Linked DNA regions of Mus musculus: region 2 is linked to region 1. Evidence: chromatin contacts called from public Hi-C data. All regions are on one chromosome and are shown on one strand. Each heading gives the region's core, a stretch centred on a gene start, on an enhancer-like site or on the middle of the called end of the contact. The rest is flanking DNA. Distances are from core to core; before and after follow the strand shown. Region 1 overlaps Mindy4 (MINDY lysine 48 deubiquitinase 4). Region 2 holds the start of Ghrhr (growth hormone releasing hormone receptor).

The links. A called contact is a pair of places that touch in the nucleus more often than the background predicts.
Region 2: a Hi-C map of uterus shows a contact between it and region 1, with 1.8 times the contacts expected there. The contact joins the promoter of Ghrhr here to the enhancer-like site in region 1. A contact is called at or near these places in 4 of 39 promoter capture datasets (the 3T3-L1 cell line, cranial neural crest, embryonic stem cells and 1 more), 3 of 484 Hi-C or Micro-C datasets (embryonic stem cells, stem cell-derived motor neurons and uterus), 1 of 115 datasets of contacts at active chromatin or transcription factors (embryonic stem cells) and 2 of 9 other capture datasets (adipose tissue and liver).

The regions. Positions count from the first base shown.
Region 1 is chr6:55,292,013-55,296,236 of GRCm38.p6, reverse strand. All of the region lies in intron 13 of Mindy4 (MINDY lysine 48 deubiquitinase 4), which reads right to left. Among named protein-coding and RNA genes, the nearest start is that of Gm38819, 34 kb to the left of the region's middle. Within about 2 kb of position 1,621, at least 49 of the 459 cell types and tissues checked have an H3K27ac peak or open chromatin away from gene starts, as enhancers often do. A contact at or near this core is called in adipose tissue and uterus, where this site is marked.
Region 2 is chr6:55,374,040-55,378,189 of GRCm38.p6, reverse strand. Ghrhr (growth hormone releasing hormone receptor) reads right to left here and starts at 1,895. Exons shown (of 13, transcript NM_001003685.3): 1 at 1,749-1,895. The coding sequence starts at 1,805.

The sequences.
Region 1 (4,224 bases), core at 372-2,871:
GTTGGCAGTAGAAGTCAGCCTACCATAGAAAGCCTGCTTGAGGCTGTGACAACAGCCATTGCCACCTGAGCACAGGATTTGTCTTGGACACCACATTCCCAAGATTCCCTACCGACAAAAGAAAGCCCTGTCTCAAAGAAACAGCTGACTTGCCAAAGGTCCTTCACTCATGGATGATGGGATAGTGGGAAACCTTGGCAGCTAGTGTCCAAGGCCTGGGTACCCTCTTCCTGTTACCTCTGTGGCTCCGTACTTGGGACAGAACTTCAAACAGCACAGAGTAAAGAGCCTCTTTACCAAAAGAAATTCTCCAAACCAGAGAAACAGGTGTACACCGAGAGGAAGCTGATGGGTGAGAGCTGGCCAGGAGGAAGCATCAAGTCTGCAGCCTCGAAGCCCTTCCGGCCATCACCTTAGTCCTACCATAGGATTCTGGTCCTTTGGGCATCCTAAAGTAAGTCTCTCTTGATGCACCAAAATTATGTGTCCCAGAGCCAGTCGGCCAGCACACAGGAAAGTAGCCATGGCCACTGACCACACACATCACAAGGCCCCCAAGCAAGAAACATTGACTACATCTATTTAATAGATGTGGAAAGAGGCTCAGACACTTGGCTACTGAGAGATGGTAAGGTGAGAGAGTCTGGAACTTAGGCCTCCATGGCTACACACAGACCTGAATGCACACTGCCCACCTGGCCCTATGCCCAGGGCCTGATCTGCTTACTATATCCACAACCCAGAAGAAGCACTGAGCTGGGGCCAAGGGCAGCAAGGGCTCAGCGACTGGTCATTTGTTTTTCCATTTAGTGAAAGACAAGCAAGAACCTGGTCTCAATAGATGCTACAAGTCTAAGGTCCCCAAAATGCACACTCCTCTTCCCTTCCCATATAACATTACAAACTCAAACTCCATCGTACTTCCCCCGCCCCCCAATAAATGTGTGTGTGTGTGTGTGTGTGTGTGTGTGTGTGTGTGTGTGTGTGTGTTTGCGGTTTTATACCTGATAGACAAATGGGAAAGTGGTGCTCAGGAGATAAGGCTCCAGGTAGAATCACAGAGATCTGTAAAGAACCACAAAAGCCCAGGGTCCTCTGGGAAGGTCTGTAGGTCTTGCCCACTAGAAGCAGACCAGCATGCCTGGGAGAGAGCCAGCAAGGGGTGACTCACGGCAAGCACAGTGCTGGGTTGGCGCTAGCTGAGGCAGAAGAATTGATGGAAACGTTCTCTGTGGCATATACAACATCTTCTGACGAGAAGAAAATAACCTCAAAGCAGTCCTGGGGGGACTGATAAGCATCACTGGCCGCCGGCCACCTGTGGCTTTCAGAAGCAGCCCGATCTTCATAAGCTCTCGGCCGCGTGTTCACCCAGCGGGCTCGAAAGCCTGCGTCAGCTGGGAGAAGAGGGACTAGCAGAACGGACAATGGGAGGAAATGGTAATTGCATCCTTAGGTGCAAACACGATGGGAAATTCAGAAGTTGCCTGGATGTTAAAAGGGAGGGACATGTGTATTTCACATTAGGGCACCCGGGAGACGCCAAGGAGCAGCTTATGGCTTAAGAGATTTACAACTTTGGCAACCGGCAATGCCCAGTCCTCCCCTGGGGAGTTCTGACAAGGCCCACGTGTGAGGAGTGCTGGTCAGAGGCCATCCTCCTCTGCATTGCCTACACAAGAGATCAGCTTACACAGAAGCCTGATTCAGCCCTGAGTTCTAGTGCCAGCCTGCTGTGGGATAATTGCAAGCATTTCTTCCCTAGGCCTCAGTCTCCCGTTCTGGAGCAAAATGGTCTTTGACTAAATTATGTCTCACCAAATCCCTACATTGAACCCAGCCTGAAGAAGCAAACCTGTTTATAATCCCAGTTACTCAGGAAGCAGAGGCAGGAGGATTGAAAATCCAAGGTCAAACTGGTGCTGCAGTTCACACCTTTAATCCCAGCAATTAAGGTAGAGGCAAGCAGATCTCTGAGTTCAAGGCCAGCCTGATCTACAGATCGAGAACCAGGGCCAGAGAAATCCTAGCTTAAAAAATAACCTCAAAGCAGTTGACAAACAAAATTAAAAAGAAAAAAGAAGGAAAAGAAAGAAGTCCAATGTCAGCTGGGTTAGAGTAAGACTGTTTCAAAATTAAAAATTGAAAAGGATTGTTTAGCTCAGTGGTAGAGCATTTGTCCAATAAATGTGAGGCTCTCAGTTCAATACTCAGTATAGTAACATGTACACAGATACACTCACACAGACACACAGACACACACATAGACAGATACACATACAAAGACACACACAGAGAGACACAGACACACACACACACACACACACACACACACACACAGACACAGACACACACACACTCAAGCCCCAACAACCTATGAGACCCTCACAATATGCATCTAGGGAAAGTGAGGGCCTTTGAATGGGTGCTTTATATTGAAATGAAGCCAGAAGGTGGGTCCTGGCCCCACCACCCTGCAGTTATAAGAATAAGGTTTTGTATGCAGTTCATCTGTATGTGTACTACATCAGTGTGTTCCCAGCCTTGTTAGCACCAGCCTAGGATACTAGGACAAGAGACTTCCAATGTCATTATAGACTTAAAGCTCTCTTTTAACAAAATCTTCTGTGCAGAAGTCCACTTTACAGAAGCCAAGGACAGAGCTTCTATGTTGAAGGCAAAGATTAGCTTGCTCCATAATTCCCACTGGGATCTTGAGCTACAAAAGCTAAGAGGCCAGGGTCCATCCATATGGCCATGCTATTCGCCAGAAGCTGTCCTATGCTTCAGGTCCCTCCAGCAAACTGTGCTTTCCTACACTGCAATGCCAGGAAGCACACAGTGGGAAAGCCTCCATTAACCTGGCCTGGTAGGTGGGACTCAGTAACTGCTCCCAACATCTCAGCATTTGGGAGGAATGGGTCAGGATCAAGGAAGCTGCACTATGGGTCACCTAGTGACAAGAGGCAACAGAGAGCACTGCTTGGGAGGGCCAGCAAAAACCAAGCCCCTTGAATCTCTTCACCATCTGGAGGTCCCTAAAACCACTGACCAGAGGCAAAGAATACAACAAGAGAGCCCTACAGGCTCAAGATAGGCTCTGGGAGAGGATGGGTCCAAGCCAGTAATGGATGCCATTCAAGATTCAAGGACTGAGGCATACACACATCTCACAATAGTTGGTGCTTCTGCCCTGGAGCAAGCTGACAACACAGGATAGGATCTGTAGCTGCAGATCCTTCCAAATGCTTTCTTATCTCAAAAGCGTTGGGAGGCTAGCAGGGCAAGACTCTCATCTCTCACTGATGGGGAAACTGAAGTCCCAGAAAAGACTGGACTTCATTGTTGTGTGGCCACACGGTAGGCAGTGCCAGTGTACTACGTGGTCTGACATACAGCCAGACATTAGCCTGGCCTGCCAGCTCCAGGCAGGCCAAACCCCTGAAGCCCCACCTAGGTTAGGTTCTACCAACGCTGGCTCCAGCCAGCTTGTCCCTTCACCTAAAAGTCTCCCATGTGAACTTGGCATTTGGCACAGAAACTTCTAAACAGAAGGGACAATAATAGGCGCATGTAGCCTAGAGACATGGCCCCATCTCTAGCCTATTTACCTGAAAAAGGCAGGTTGGTGGCCAGCTCAACCTCCGTCTATCCAAGTGACCAACCCCTACTAGCCTGAGTCCACACTGATGGAATGAGAGAACAGGGAAAGATTAGTGACCTCTGGGAACTTCTGGGACGGAAACAAGGCTGGCTGGTCCCTGACAGTTACCTTTGAAAGCCTTGTGTGAACAGAAACCAGCCATCCGTTTTCTGCCTAAGCACTAGTACTTGGGACCCCTGTCCAAGAGCTGCACTCCTGCACCCCCAACCTACTTCAAAGGGGTGAGTGTCTGCAGTGAGACAGGAAGCTGTAATACAGCTGAGAAAATCTGGGTTCTCAGTCAGTGAGGACTGGGTTTAAGCCCAAAGGCTGCCATTTAAAACTTGTCCCTTCTTCGGAGTCTGTGTCCCCAAAGGCCACATGAGCATGGCAATGCCTCCTATTATGGGTTACTGTGAGAACAGAGTAAGATAAACTATATAAAGCCTCTGGCATGTGGTAAATGTCACTTCCTTTTTCTTCCAAACACAATAATCAAAAACAGGAAAACAACGACTGAGAGGTCACAATTCCTGCCACCTTGACCATTCATGTCACAGCCAAGAGCCTATGGTGAATCT
Region 2 (4,150 bases), core at 646-3,145, 82 kb before region 1:
AAGAAGCTATGGTGCTTCCTGGAGATGAAGAAATGTCTCGGGCCAGGGCAGGAGACTCCAGAAAGACCACCTGGGTTTAACATCTGATGTGTCTCAGACAAGTCACATGAGCAGATGTATAGACGAGTGAGTGGGAGAGAATACGAGCGGATGGGAGAGTAAGAAGACGGGAGCATCTGACTGCTGTAAAGGAACAATGAACAGGAAGAAGGGGCTCGGTGTGGAGGGGGACAGGACTGACTGTACGGTTGGTGGAGTGGATGACTGTTCAGACAGACATATAGACAATGAGATCGGGGGAAGGTGGACGTATGAGGGTGCGTGGAAGTATGGTGGATGATGAGGGCCCTGCATCGGGGCAACTGAGTTGATCATTAGGTGGGATAAAGGAAGCTGCCTTCATGCATGCTTGATGTTGATAAAGATTGCAGATTGGATACCTATTCCACAGCCTGGGGACCACAAGAAATGGTCTTGAAGATTTCCTGCACATCTCTGTGCTTCCGATGGGTGATTCAGGGGCTGTGTGGAGCCCACGTGCTCCAGGCTAGGCAGAGATCTGATGTTTGCCTAAGGCTTGGAGTTTGACCTTTTCTTTAAAGAGCTCAAATTCCTAACAGCTCTCAAGATTTAACCAAATGCCCTTCCTTGCAAGATTCATATACATCTCGCTTTCTCTCTCTGTATCTTTCTGTCTCTCTGTCTCTGTCTCTCTCTGTCTCTGTCTCTCTCTGTCTCTCTCTGTCTCTCTCTGTCTCCCTCTGTCTCTCTCTGTCTCTCTCTCTGTCTCTGTCTCTGTCTCTCTCTCTGTCTCTGTCTCTCTCTCTGTCTCTGTCTCTCTCTGTCTCTCTCTCTCTCTCTCACACACACACACACACACACACACACACACTCGGGATTTTCCCTATCTACCCCAGCTATTGAATGACTCCTCTGGTGTAGGGTTCCCTCCCTGAAATGGAGCTTTTGAGATTCTGTGTACACAGAGGAGGACATGAGTCTTTTGTACCATATAGGGAACTTATAGAACTTACCTGTGTGACACTCACATGCCAGCTGCATGACACTCTCATGCCAGCCCTGGACAGGTGAGATCACTTATCATCCCCTCCCCGCGGCATGGTAGCCCTAGGTCCGCTGACCTATAATCCTCTGCATAGCTCAGACTGACATCAAACTCATGATAATCGTCTAGTGTCCACAAAGGCTGAGCCACCACATCTAGCCCAAGTCTCTCTTTTTTTACACAGAGGCAAACGAAAGCTCGTGTCACAGAGTTCACTTCACGGTCTGAAGATGCCAGCCTCTTGATTGAAGGACAGTGAGGTACTGGGACGGGTGGTCACCCCTGGCAAGGCAGTAGAAGAAGGTAGCCTCCGTTCCCGTATGCTCCCACCTAGTGACTTGTGACTCCTCCCCTCTTGGCCCTGGATGCTACTGACAGCAACCCAGAAATTCTGCTGGAAAGTTGGAGCACATTCAAGGAAGCCTCCTTTCTTGGCTTCCCCATGCCCCTATACACAGGCCAGGGAGCAGTAGCTGGTTTCTGAAGCTCCTCCAAGCCTGGCTCTATGAAAGGAAGAGTTCTCAAATATCACAGCTGGAAGAGCTGGCATTCACGACATCTTCAAGCCCCACATGGTCCTAACATTAGTCAGGGAAGGAAGGAGGGAGCCACCAGACTCAGGAGTTCCCCCACCACAGACTGCCACCACCCAAGAGAACAAAGGTCTGAGTTGGCTACTTACAACTCCGCACAGGCTCAGCAAGCAGAGGATACGGGTAGCCCACATCAGGCCATCCATGGCAATGGTGTCTGCAGTCAGCCTTCCCTCCCAGGCTGTCTCTGGTGATGCCACCTAGCTGCATCTCTGCTGCCTCACCTTCCCAGTAGCAACTGGTGTGGGCGGGGCCAACAGAAGGGACACCCAGCTGAATATTGAACGGGATGGAGGGACATTGTGTTACCGCCAGCCCTAAATGGGACTCCGTGTCCTCAGCAGGGGGTGGCTGAGCTCTGCTACACCACCTTGATGTCTGAGTATACCTATCCTGACAGTCAGAACCCAGAGAACACAGACAGGGCATAGAGAGGTGACAGCCACAGGAATCCTCCACTTAGTCAGGATGCTTTCCCTTTGTTTTTAGAGCCCAGTTCACCAATAGCCTTACTCAGAGAGGCCTCCTATACCTGCACCAGAAATACAGGACCTCAGAAAATAAGGTGCCCAGGGCTGCCCCAATGTTTTAAGGAGCCCCAGATTGGTTGATGCGCTTAAGTCTCTTTCACAGGGCTGGAGGGTGAGCTGAGAGGACCAACGAGAAGAGGGGCAAGTGACAGGGGAGCCTGGAAGATTTGAATGAGCCTTATGAAAAGTGACTTGAAGGACTGGGGTTGTGGCTCAGTGGTAACGCACTGGGTCAACATGTGTGTGGCTCCAGGTTCAAATCCCTGGCATCACAAAACAGTCAGTCAGTCAGTCAGTCACTAAACACAGTTTATGCCGCCCAAGAGTGTGCCGCATGGTTTACCTGACAAGGTGACAACTGCAGCATCAAAGCCCCCAGCTTCACATGGGGCTAGGCAGAGTTTCTGATAATCCCCTGTCCAGAGGGGAATCTGAGGCTAGTTGGAGGACTCTCAGAGGGATCCCAGGAGTTGGGACACTCAAGAGGGGCAGGGCATCTATGTTCCATTATCAAAGTGAAGAGACGCACTTTCATTATTTCTACTTTAAAATACAAGCTCTCAATTGGCCAGGCTACTGGCAATGTCCTAAACAAGACTATATCTTGCTCAGCACTTGGAACTTGAAAGTGAATGTCACCTTTGACAACCCTGAATGACGTGGGAGCTAAGGGGTCTTGATCACTGAACGGCCATATCCAGTTACAGGGCTGTCGGGATCTGTGCTTGGGGTGCCAGATGTGTTTCTACTGAACCTGTGTCATGAATGTGGAAAGCCTCCCACCACCACATCTGCATCTGGGGATCATTTGACATCAACGGGGCTTTATTTTTCCACCCTTAATCGTTGTCAACAAAATGCTGAAAATATTTTCTGCACATGTGGCCCAGCGTGGGTGGCACACAGCACACAGGGCTCCTCTCTTGCAGGCTGAGGAGACTCAGGCAAGAAGTAATCAATGACTACAGAGAAGACGTAACTAAAAAAGGACAGAGGCTACCACACCCAAAGAAGTGCATGATTGATCATGCTTGACAATTAGCATCTCCCTGACCAGCATTAGTGGTATTAATAATCGATACCAAGAATTCATAGCAGTTCATATTATTTAAATGAGTGGCACTTAACAACAAAATTTGGCTCTCCTTGGGGACATTTAACGATGTCTGGCAGTGTGTTTTACTACTGAAGGCAGGGGCCAAGGATGGGAGGCAGCCAGATACGGCTGGTATGCAGTAGGGAGCTCCCATAACCATGCAAAGATCCACCCAGTCTGAAAGGTCAGCAAGACAAAACTGAACTAGCCAACCTGTTTCAGCTTCTCCATGCATTTCCTTAGGACACTCTACATCAACCATGGCGTGAGATGCCTCCAATGCTTGCTTGATGAGCCTCTATTCCTGCACCTGTAAAGTTGCCTGTTCTGATGAGGGTTACTATTCTATGATGAAACACCATCACCAAAGCAACTTAGGGACGAATGAGTTTACTTGGCATACACTCTAAAATAACAGTCCATCACTAAGGGAAGTCGGGGTGGAAATTCAAACAGGGCAGAAATTTGGAAGTAGAAGTTGATTCAGAGATGTCCTAGTTATTGTTTTGCTCCCCACAGCTTTCTCAATGTGCTTTCTTATAGGACCCATGACCATCAGCCCAAGGGTAGCACCACCCACAATGGGTTGGGGCCACCCACATCAATCACTAATGAAGAAAATGCCCTACAGACTTTCCAGATCTTATAAAGACATTTTCATAGTTGAGGCTCCCTCCTCTCAGATGACTTTAGCTTGTGTCAAGTTGACAAAAAACTATCCAGAACATGGGATTAACACTCTAACCTTTCATGTAGACATAGATAGACAAGGAAAGGCATGTGGAGCCTTCTAGAGCCTCGCTATCACTGGATTAAAAACCAGCAATTCTAAGAATGGACCATCAACAAAGCTGGCACAACTGGT